Linked DNA regions of Mus musculus: regions 2 and 3 are each linked to region 1. Evidence: chromatin contacts called from public HiChIP or PLAC-seq and promoter capture Hi-C data. All regions are on one chromosome and are shown on one strand. The core of a region is the stretch at or near the end of the contact, and the rest is flanking DNA. Distances in the headings are between cores, read along the strand shown.

Region 1 (2,700 bases), core at 142-2,641:
AAAGGCAACCAAAGCAATGAAATTTGCTTTGCATTTGGGAGAAAGAAAACTTGGAACCAGTGTCTGCAAAAGGGGACCAAAGGGACATGTTTTACATGCAGTTGAGCTGGGAGAATGAAGTGTGTATGCTGTTGAGGAGCAGAGGAGCAGCTGAGTGTGAGAGGAGCAGCTGAGTATGAGAGGAGTAGCTGAGTGTAAGTAAGAGGTGGTAGCCTAGAATAGGGTGGAAAAGGGAGCAGCCAGTAGGAGCGGCCATGTGGCCTCTGTGTGGAGGTAGTGGCTGCTGACCACAAGGCTCTACTCATGTCTCCATGAGCTTGTCAGTCCTATTTCTTCTTCATGTCTGTCCCTACCTCCCTGTTAGCCCAGTTAAGCCTATAAGAAGACAGAGAGACTCCTCAGGGAGCAGGAAGGAGAAAGGCCTCTCTATGATCCTGTTCTGCTTCCCCCTCACTTTGGCCACAGTGAGTCACAGCAAGCCCGAGATAATGTCTCTTTCCCAAGTTCTCTAGGTGATCGGGAAACAGCACTATCAAGTCCACCAGAGTGGGTGGGTTTCATGGACTCAGAAGCCAGCGTTTCTTTCCTATAAACACTGGTAGCCCAATGCTGAGTGGGGAGAGAGTCTCTTTCTCATTAGGCAGCACCTCCCAATCAAACAGCATCACAAGGACTTCTGGGATCTTCACCCCAAACCAGGACACACACAGAGAAAAGCCGAGGTCAGAGGGAAAACACAGAGGGAAGAATCAGATGTCCCAGGAAGCTTTGACAGCCTCGGGACAACAACAACAACAAAATGTAATTAAATCTCTTCTCAGTCCAAAAAGTCAGCATGGAAGAGGACAGACTGTGATCATTGTAAACAGAAGAATAATCTACTCAACAAAGTAGGTGAAGTCAAGACGGGGGCGGGGGTGGTAAAAAAATGGCTCAGGGAGGTATCTCCATTCACTTACTCTCTTCAAGGAGCTCCGGGTCGCCCGAAACAGGTAAGGACTCAGGGACTGCGAGTTCACCTTTGCCACTGAGGCACTGAGAGCTTCCTGCAGAGAGGAAGGGTCGTAGTCGTACACCGGGAAACCTAGACAGCAAACACACAGGCCACAGTGAGAGAGAGATGAGGCACCGAGAGGGCTGTGATCACCTAGGGCAGGTGGCCAGCGGTGGCATGTGTCCTTTACCTGTGGCACACCAGTAGTGCATGCCCAGCACCAACAAAGCCAGCGTCTTCAGCATTGCCTGCTCCATACTGAGAGGATGGCGACCCAGAGTCAGGGAGACGGCCTCTCTCCAGGCTTCTGGATGACAGCTCTTTCAGAGGGTGGCTGTCTTATTCTTGTCACCTGTGACCTAGCTGCCCTGGCTGGCTGGAGCAATCTGGAACCTCAGTAGAGATGATTGATTCCGGTGTCAATATTTACTGCTGACTTTTCCTGTGGAAAAATTCCAGACTGAGGCCACTTTTGAAGTTTGGACCTCTCCGAGGGACTTTATCCCACAGCAGGAGACATTCAGAGAGGCTTGGGTCTCCCTGTATAATGTTTATCTTCTCTCTTTGCATTTTGTTCTTTGGGGGAGGGGACATAATTGTGGACTCAACAAAACGGTGACTTTAAAGCTTGTGCATCTAGTCCTTTCCCAGGTCCTCAAAATCCTTCACCCTCCACCTCTCAATGCCAGAGTCCTCCCTTCCTAGAGACTGCACTCACGCGGAGTGATTTTCCTGTTGGCTTAGCTCTGCCTGCCACCTCCACTACAGAGGCCATGGTTCAGAAACCACAATGGCCGTGTTTGTGATAGGGAGAGTAATGAAGCATGCAGCGGATGAGTGAGTGTATGAGTGCACCAGGTCTCACTCAACTGTCTTTCAGGTCTTTCATTTGAAGCTGGCGCTAACTTCTGGTGTATAACAAGTACCCAGAGCGTAATACCACAAGACAATGACCACTGGAATTTGTAATTCCGTTACTTTTAACCTGGTTTGAACTCAATTCCATTAGAGTCTTCCAGATTGAACTAATGTCACCATCTGGCTCCAAACGCTCTGGACTCATTAAATGAACTGCAGTAATAAAAGCAATTGCAGATGAGCGGAGGAGATGAAGGGAACAACAGCATCCTGTTGCCAGCACTGAGCTATTGATTTTGCTTGACGTTTGCTGGGGTGAGGGAGGGGGGGACCACTGCATTTCTCAGATTCTCTTGGCTATAATTAAGTGTTAGCACCAGGCGTGCAGGGTGGGCTCTGATGGAAGCTAGAAAGCAATGACTTTTAAAATGCCCCTGCAGAATTCCATCATGTCTTGTAAACCCAGAAGATTAAATATAAGCCATCCAGTCACGCTCATGCTATGGTGATTTCTTGTTCTTCCTCCGGTTTGCAGAAATGTGTGCCTCCATCATCCCAGTGATTTTCTGCTATTCCAGCCCCCAAATACTCGGTCAAAGTATTCAAAATTGGGTGGCAGTAAGTGAAGCATTGTATAGCCCTGCACACAGTCCCTGGAAATTTATATAAAGTACATCACAGACCATTTAACAGGAGTACCTGGGAACACACTGAGCAAGAACCGATGGGCTATGGCTGCATCGTAAATGAAGATGCATTACTTTCCAAGGTCATTTCCTCTTTCTCATCCTCCCCATCATATTATTTGCACTGGGGTGGGATCACTAAATTTAGAACAAATGTAAAAA
Region 2 (2,790 bases), core at 173-2,672, 69 kb before region 1:
TGTGTTGGCCCTGCATAATCTTCATCCTTCGTAACCCACACGCGCACACACACTGCTCGTTCCTCGGTGAGCACATATTTACTGACGGCAAAGGAGCCCTGCCTGGAAGTGCTTCTGAAAGGGCTCAGCTGCCTGTGCTCCCAATGAGAGGGACCTTTGCCTGACTATGGTTCTCAGTGCTTTGCGGGAAGCCAAGCGGCTCCGATAGAGCGGAAATGGATAGCATTGCAAAACAGCCTTCAAAAGTCCTTCTGTGCAGAAATGGCTTGGGCTCTCCCGAATCATTGAGTCGGGTTGCTGGCGGATGCTAGTGAAGTCTGTGACTAGAGTATTGTGCCACATGGAGTGTGGCTGAGAGCTGTCAACAACATGCTTTGAAAATTAGCCTTAAGGTGCGAAGAGGGGTCTGCCTAATCTTGGCTAGCTAGTTCACTTGAAACTAACTACACCACTCCCGCAGAGCATCATGGAACTTCAGTGAGCAGTGCGCGAAGCAGGAAGAGCCTCCTCCGCTTGCGTACAGCATTCTAGGGTTCAGCAGGCTTTCTGTCACCATTCCCCTTAATTTTCTGTTGTCTTTGGCTGCTAAGAATTCACCATAGCATTCCCAGAAATCCATGGAGCTTAGGGAAGAAGAGAGGAGACAGTTTTGAGACAGTGGAGAGAAATGGGTGAGACTTTACTAGGAAGGGATGAACTAAGTCTACTGATGGAAAAACAAGACTCAACGCTGGAAGGGAGGGAGCAGAGTCATCTTTACTCCCTTGGCCCTCCACAGCTCACACTTTTGAGCAGAAACCTCAGAAACGAGGCAGAAAGGGATTTCAAACAGGCCCTGGAGGAGGCAGAAGGAAGTATGTTCTCAGCTCTTAGGAACTTGTCTTTGGGAGAAGTCAGCCATGCAACTTGCATCCTTGGGGCGGGACCTTCATGGCTAGGACCCTCTTGAAGAGGTGACTCTCAGGAGAGAGAGAGAGAAAGGGGTCTTAAGAGCCTGGGAGCACTCTTCATAAATAAGTAAGATCCTGATGTGGAGATCAGTAAAAAAAAAAGGCTTGAAGTTTGAGTTGGGAAGTTGGGGTGACCTTTACCCTCTTCCCAGCTCCCTGTAGGGACCTAATTCAGCTTATCTTATTAAGTTCATCTGAAACTTGCTTATGTAGATGATTAACTGGTCTATCGGGCTACACTTCACTTCCCAGAGAACAAATAGCCTTATTCTAAGCAAATGCCCCTCCCATGAGGTTGCTCAGTTTGGGTTGTGAGGGAGGGTTCTCCCTGGCTGGGTCCTGAATCCTTAAGTTCTCCTTGCCTGTGGGGGCAGGAACACAGCAGAAAGAGGTTTTCAGGAAGAAGACGGTTCCAGCCTGACGTGTTTGACAAGCAGCACCAGGAGTTATGACTTCCTGTGCTTTTGATCTCTGTATCAGAGCCAGCCATCTCAGGGTCCCAGCAGCGTGTGCAGCTTGTGGTTAGATGCCTTACAAATGCCTCACCGAGCCGCTTCGGAGCCCCAGTTAATGACTGACTTGGGTTTAATCATTCATTCTGAACAGCTCGTTCCCAGGGGCTGTTGCCAATGCAGCCCCTGGGTCTGGGTGACCCCACTCATTCCCACAGTGCTGAACTTAGTGCAAACCATCCTGAAGATGTTGCTTGACATTCTGCAAGGCCTCCGCCTCGTCTGATGGTTTTGATCACATAAGGCCAGCAGCAGAATTCTCTGCTGGATTGGAGAACTTAATCCAGCCAACGGTGGAGCTCAATTGCCATTCCTAAAAGGCAGCAGCTCTACCAGGGTTCTCTCAGCGAGACATTGTCACTCGAAGCTACTTTTTAAGCCATCAGCAAGTTTAATGTGGCCCCTATACAGAATAAAAGAGGGAGAGTGGCACTGTAAATAGCAACATTTTGCAAACACAGCCTCTCTCCTTTGATTCCTTTTCCAATCCCAAAGGTCTCTGAGAGAATGCACACAGACAGACATCAGGGACCAAATGAAGAAACCCAATTCATGCCCTCCTTGATGAAGGTGACGTCATAGTCCCCTCACACCCAGCCTTAACCTTTGGGGCCACCTCTTGTCTCAACCACCAGGCAGTATGACCCTGGCTAGCTCTCTCTCTTTCTCTACCACTGACTTTGAGAATGACTTCTGTTGACCTTGTGGGACACACACTCCACCTCGGTGTTAAAAGGTCCCCCCGGGTGTTTAGGGATGTGATTAATGTCTACAGAGCTCTGAATACACAGCCTCCAGTTAATGAGAAGCAGAAATCTGAGACAGGATGTGGTCTCCTCTGCCCTGACTTAGTCAAGTTCTGGGCCGGTTCCTATCCTGAGTCATCCAGCTGCTTCCAGCTGCCTCCAATCGGCCATAGGGCCCTGGAAAACCCATTGGCAGGCATTCTTTTTGACGTGTTCAGCATCGGCTAGCTCAGCTCTTTGTACTGTAGGAAAGGACATACGGTTTGCTGAGTGAGTCCAGTGGCTACAACTGCCTTTTTTATCGCCTGGCAGAGACTGGAGCCTCTTAAGGAGAAAGTGAATCAAGAATTGCTGTGACGTAGTTTGCAGGTTCCATGTGTTGCTGAGCCTCAGGCACCAACAGTGCTGCTAACGGGAGAAGACAGTTTGTGAAGCTTAGGGGTCCTTGTCAGAGATTCAGATGATACCCCTAAATTTCTTCTTAGGGAAATCTTTCCCAATCCCCTCGTTCACACAATCAAAAGAGCAAACTTTCAGTAAGGCCAGAGGGTGTCTTTTGTGTGCCCTTCTGTCTTCATGGAT
Region 3 (3,045 bases), core at 533-3,032, 130 kb before region 1:
ACATACATACACACACTAAGAGCAAAAGAATTTGAATAGCTGCAAACTGGGTCTAGGGCTCTCTCCTTTCTTTAGACACCTCTTTTCTCTGTGTCAACAAATAGCCTTCACCCCCAATTGCATGTCTTGCTTAAAGGTAGCCCATGCCATCTTAAGGTTTCTTGCTTCACTCTTCAAAGCTGAATTTCACAGGGTGCAAGGAGGAAGATTTGGGCCAACCTTTGATGCCTTTTAGAAAATCATCATTGGTGGGGCTGGAGAGATGGCTCAGCAGTTAAGAGCACTGACTGCTCTGCAGAGGTCTTCAGTTCAATTCCCAGCAACCACATGGTGGCTCACAACCATCTGTAATGGGATCTGATGCCCTCTTCTGGTGTGTCTGAAGTCAGCGACAGTGTACTCACATATATTAAATAAATAAATCTTTTTTAAAAAGATCATCATTGGCATTCTTCATGAAAATCTTGTCATTCTAAGGCTAGAAGAAGTTTTAGACTAAAGCAACCCACGTCACCTGTCAGACTGCAGGTCCCATAGAAGGAAGGTCCCTGCAGGGTCTATGGGGGAACTGGGATCAGATCCGAGGTCTAAGTCAGATGATGCAGATTACACTTTGCCAGGAAAAAACAAAGCTTGGAAAGACCTCAATTCATTCAGTAAGGACTTCACCCTTTATTTTAAGAATGACACAAAATCAAGGTTTTTTTGTTTTTTAAGTCAAGCATGCTAGTGCATGCTTATAATAGCAGAGGTGGGGGACATAGAGACAGGCAGATCCTTGGGGGCTTATTGGCCAGTTATCCTAGCTGACGTGAGTTCCAGGCCAGTGAGAGACCGTTTCTTCAAAACAAGGTCAGTGGCACCTGAAGAAGGACACATGGGATTGTCCTATACCTCCATCCACAGGAGCAAAGATGTACCCACCTACCCCCTTCCAAACCCAAAATTAAGGGTATTCTCACAAAAAGGGACCTCTCATGACTGCCCTCCGAAAGACCCAACGAGCAGCTGAAAGAGTCATATGCAGATATTTACACCCAACCAATGGACAGAAGCAGCTGACCCCTGTTGTTGAATTAGGGAAGGCTGAAAGAAGCTGAGGAGAAAGCGGGTCCTGTAGGAAGACCAGTAGTCTCAATTAATCTGGACCCCCTGAGATCTTTTGAACACTGGACCACCAAACAGAGAGTATACACCAACTGATATAAGGCCCCCAACACACATAAAGTAGAGGACTTCCGGGTCTATGTTCATTCAGAGATGATGTACCTAACCTTCAAGAGACTGGAGGTCCCAGGGAGTTTAGAGGTCAGGTGGGGTGGGGGTGGGGGCATCTATGTGGAGACAGGGGAGTGTGGAGGAAGTGTGGGATGTGGAGCAGTTGGAAGGTGGATGGGGGAGGATGAAGAATGGAATATTCAGTGTAAAAAATAAATTAAAAAAAATTCCCTATGTCTGGTATGGTATAGATGGTGTCCATTATTCAAATAGAAAAGGAATAGGCCTTTTTTTCTTTTTTCAATCTAGTCAGTATAAATAGGAATCACATTAGGTTATTTAATTTCTGAAGAGCTCACATGATTAGATTTAAATACAAAGCAAGCACAGCATTCTCTACTTGATTGAAATGATGTCTAATAAATGTTTGCGATCCTCTTGAGAAGTTAGATAATGTGAAGTTCAGTGCTTTCTCTTTCTTTAGTCAACACTTTAAACTTCCCGCTGGAGCTTGGCTCTCCCACTAACGTTGCTGGTCCATGACTCACCTCAGGAATAAAGAATGCTTTTGTGTGTGGGGCTTCACCACAGAGACGGTATTTTTTTTTTCTTTGTCTCAACCTCATCCTGAAGGTGTGGCTTTCTTAGCAAAATAGTCATTCTTTCTTTGTGCTGCTTGGGCCCCCACTCATTAATCGAGTCAAGTCTGGAACACCCATTAACAACCCCTAAAGATTCAAGGAAATCTACTCAAAGACCAGTTATTTCTTTAATGTTCTCAAATTCTCTCTTCAACAAAACCGAGAGCAAGGCTACACAAGATGAGTTGGGAGAGCTCAGGTTAGCAGAGTCCAGACTCCATGCAAAGGCAAATCCTCTGCCTTGTTATTAGCGTGACTAGAACCAGAAGACGTACAGGGATATCCTTAGCAAGCCAGAATGGCGTTGTCAGCTCAGTAAGTACATATCGAAGCAAAGACCAATTGGAGATAACTTTTATGAACAAAATATTTCTTTTTAACCACTAAGAGTCTTCAACCAGAAGGACTCCAAAGAAAATTCCAGGGGGGTGGGGGGGAGAACTTGATAGCAAAGACACATCATGAAACAATTTTCAAACAAGTGAACACATTTTCAAAGTTTAGATGAACAACAAGAACAACAATTTTGTTGAACAAAGAGCTAAATACTAGAAAAGTAATAGAGAAGTCTTGGAAAGTTACACAAGAGGGATCAAGATGGTGATGAGTATTTGACATAAAATTCACTAAAACTGAATTCAAAAATTGGTCATGAAGAGGGGAGAGAAAAGGAAAGAAGAGAAGAAGAAGGAGAAGGAGGAGGAGGAGGAGGAGGAGGAGGAGGAGGAGAAGAAGAAGAAGAAGAAGAAGAAGAAGAAGAAGAAGAAGAAGAAGAAGAAGAAGAAGAAGAAGAAGAAGAAGAAGAAGAAGAAGAGAGACACACATAGAGAGAGAGAGAAGAGAGAGCTTTAAAAACCAGGTTGGGGAGATAGCTCAGTGGTTAAGAGCACTGACTGCTCTTCTAAAGGTTCTTAGTTCAAATCCCAGCAACCACATGGTGGCTCACAACCATCTGTTATGAGATCTGATGCCCTCTTCTGGGGTGTCTGAAGACAGCTACAGTGTACTTACATATAATAAACAAACAAACAAACAAACATCCCAATATTGGCAGGGAAAGTACGTGTACATCAGTCCCCAAAGGACTGACACAGGTACAGGGTTTGATCTCTGCCACCTGATGAACCCAGGCTGTGTGAGGATGCTACACAGATCTGTTGGCAAAATGGTCCAGGTTTACAGGGAG

The links. Promoter capture Hi-C pulls out the DNA fragments that hold promoters and counts their contacts. HiChIP or PLAC-seq counts read pairs in DNA pulled down with a chosen protein or histone mark.
Region 2: a promoter capture Hi-C map of pre-B cells shows a contact between it and region 1, with 2.1 times the contacts expected there. The contact joins the enhancer-like site here to the promoter of Spp2 in region 1. A contact is called at or near these places in 7 of 39 promoter capture datasets (embryonic stem cells, frontonasal cranial neural crest, hippocampal neurons and 4 more), 4 of 115 datasets of contacts at active chromatin or transcription factors (embryonic stem cells and pancreatic cancer cells) and 2 of 9 other capture datasets (liver and pancreatic islet).
Region 3: an HNF4G HiChIP or PLAC-seq map of pancreatic cancer cells shows a contact between it and region 1. The contact joins the enhancer-like site here to the promoter of Spp2 in region 1. A contact is called at or near these places in 22 of 39 promoter capture datasets (the 3T3-L1 cell line, 3T3-L1-derived adipocytes, the HPC-7 cell line and 12 more), 2 of 115 datasets of contacts at active chromatin or transcription factors (embryonic stem cells and pancreatic cancer cells) and 3 of 9 other capture datasets (adipose tissue, liver and pancreatic islet).

The regions. Positions count from the first base shown.
Region 1 is chr1:88,405,701-88,408,400 of GRCm38.p6, reverse strand. Spp2 (secreted phosphoprotein 2) reads right to left here and starts at 1,391. Exons shown (of 8, transcript NM_029269.3): 1 at 1,185-1,391; 2 at 960-1,084. The coding sequence starts at 1,251.
Region 2 is chr1:88,474,288-88,477,077 of GRCm38.p6, reverse strand. The region is part of intron 2 of Gm28888 (a long non-coding RNA gene); the gene reads right to left. Among named protein-coding and RNA genes, the nearest start is that of Gm29538, 13 kb to the right of the region's middle. Within about 2 kb of position 1,422, at least 105 of the 459 cell types and tissues checked have an H3K27ac peak or open chromatin away from gene starts, as enhancers often do. A contact at or near this core is called in pancreatic cancer cells and pre-B cells, where this site is marked.
Region 3 is chr1:88,533,023-88,536,067 of GRCm38.p6, reverse strand. No RefSeq gene overlaps it. Among named protein-coding and RNA genes, the nearest start is that of Gm19589, 17 kb to the left of the region's middle. Within about 2 kb of position 1,782, at least 47 of the 459 cell types and tissues checked have an H3K27ac peak or open chromatin away from gene starts, as enhancers often do. A contact at or near this core is called in pancreatic cancer cells, where this site is marked.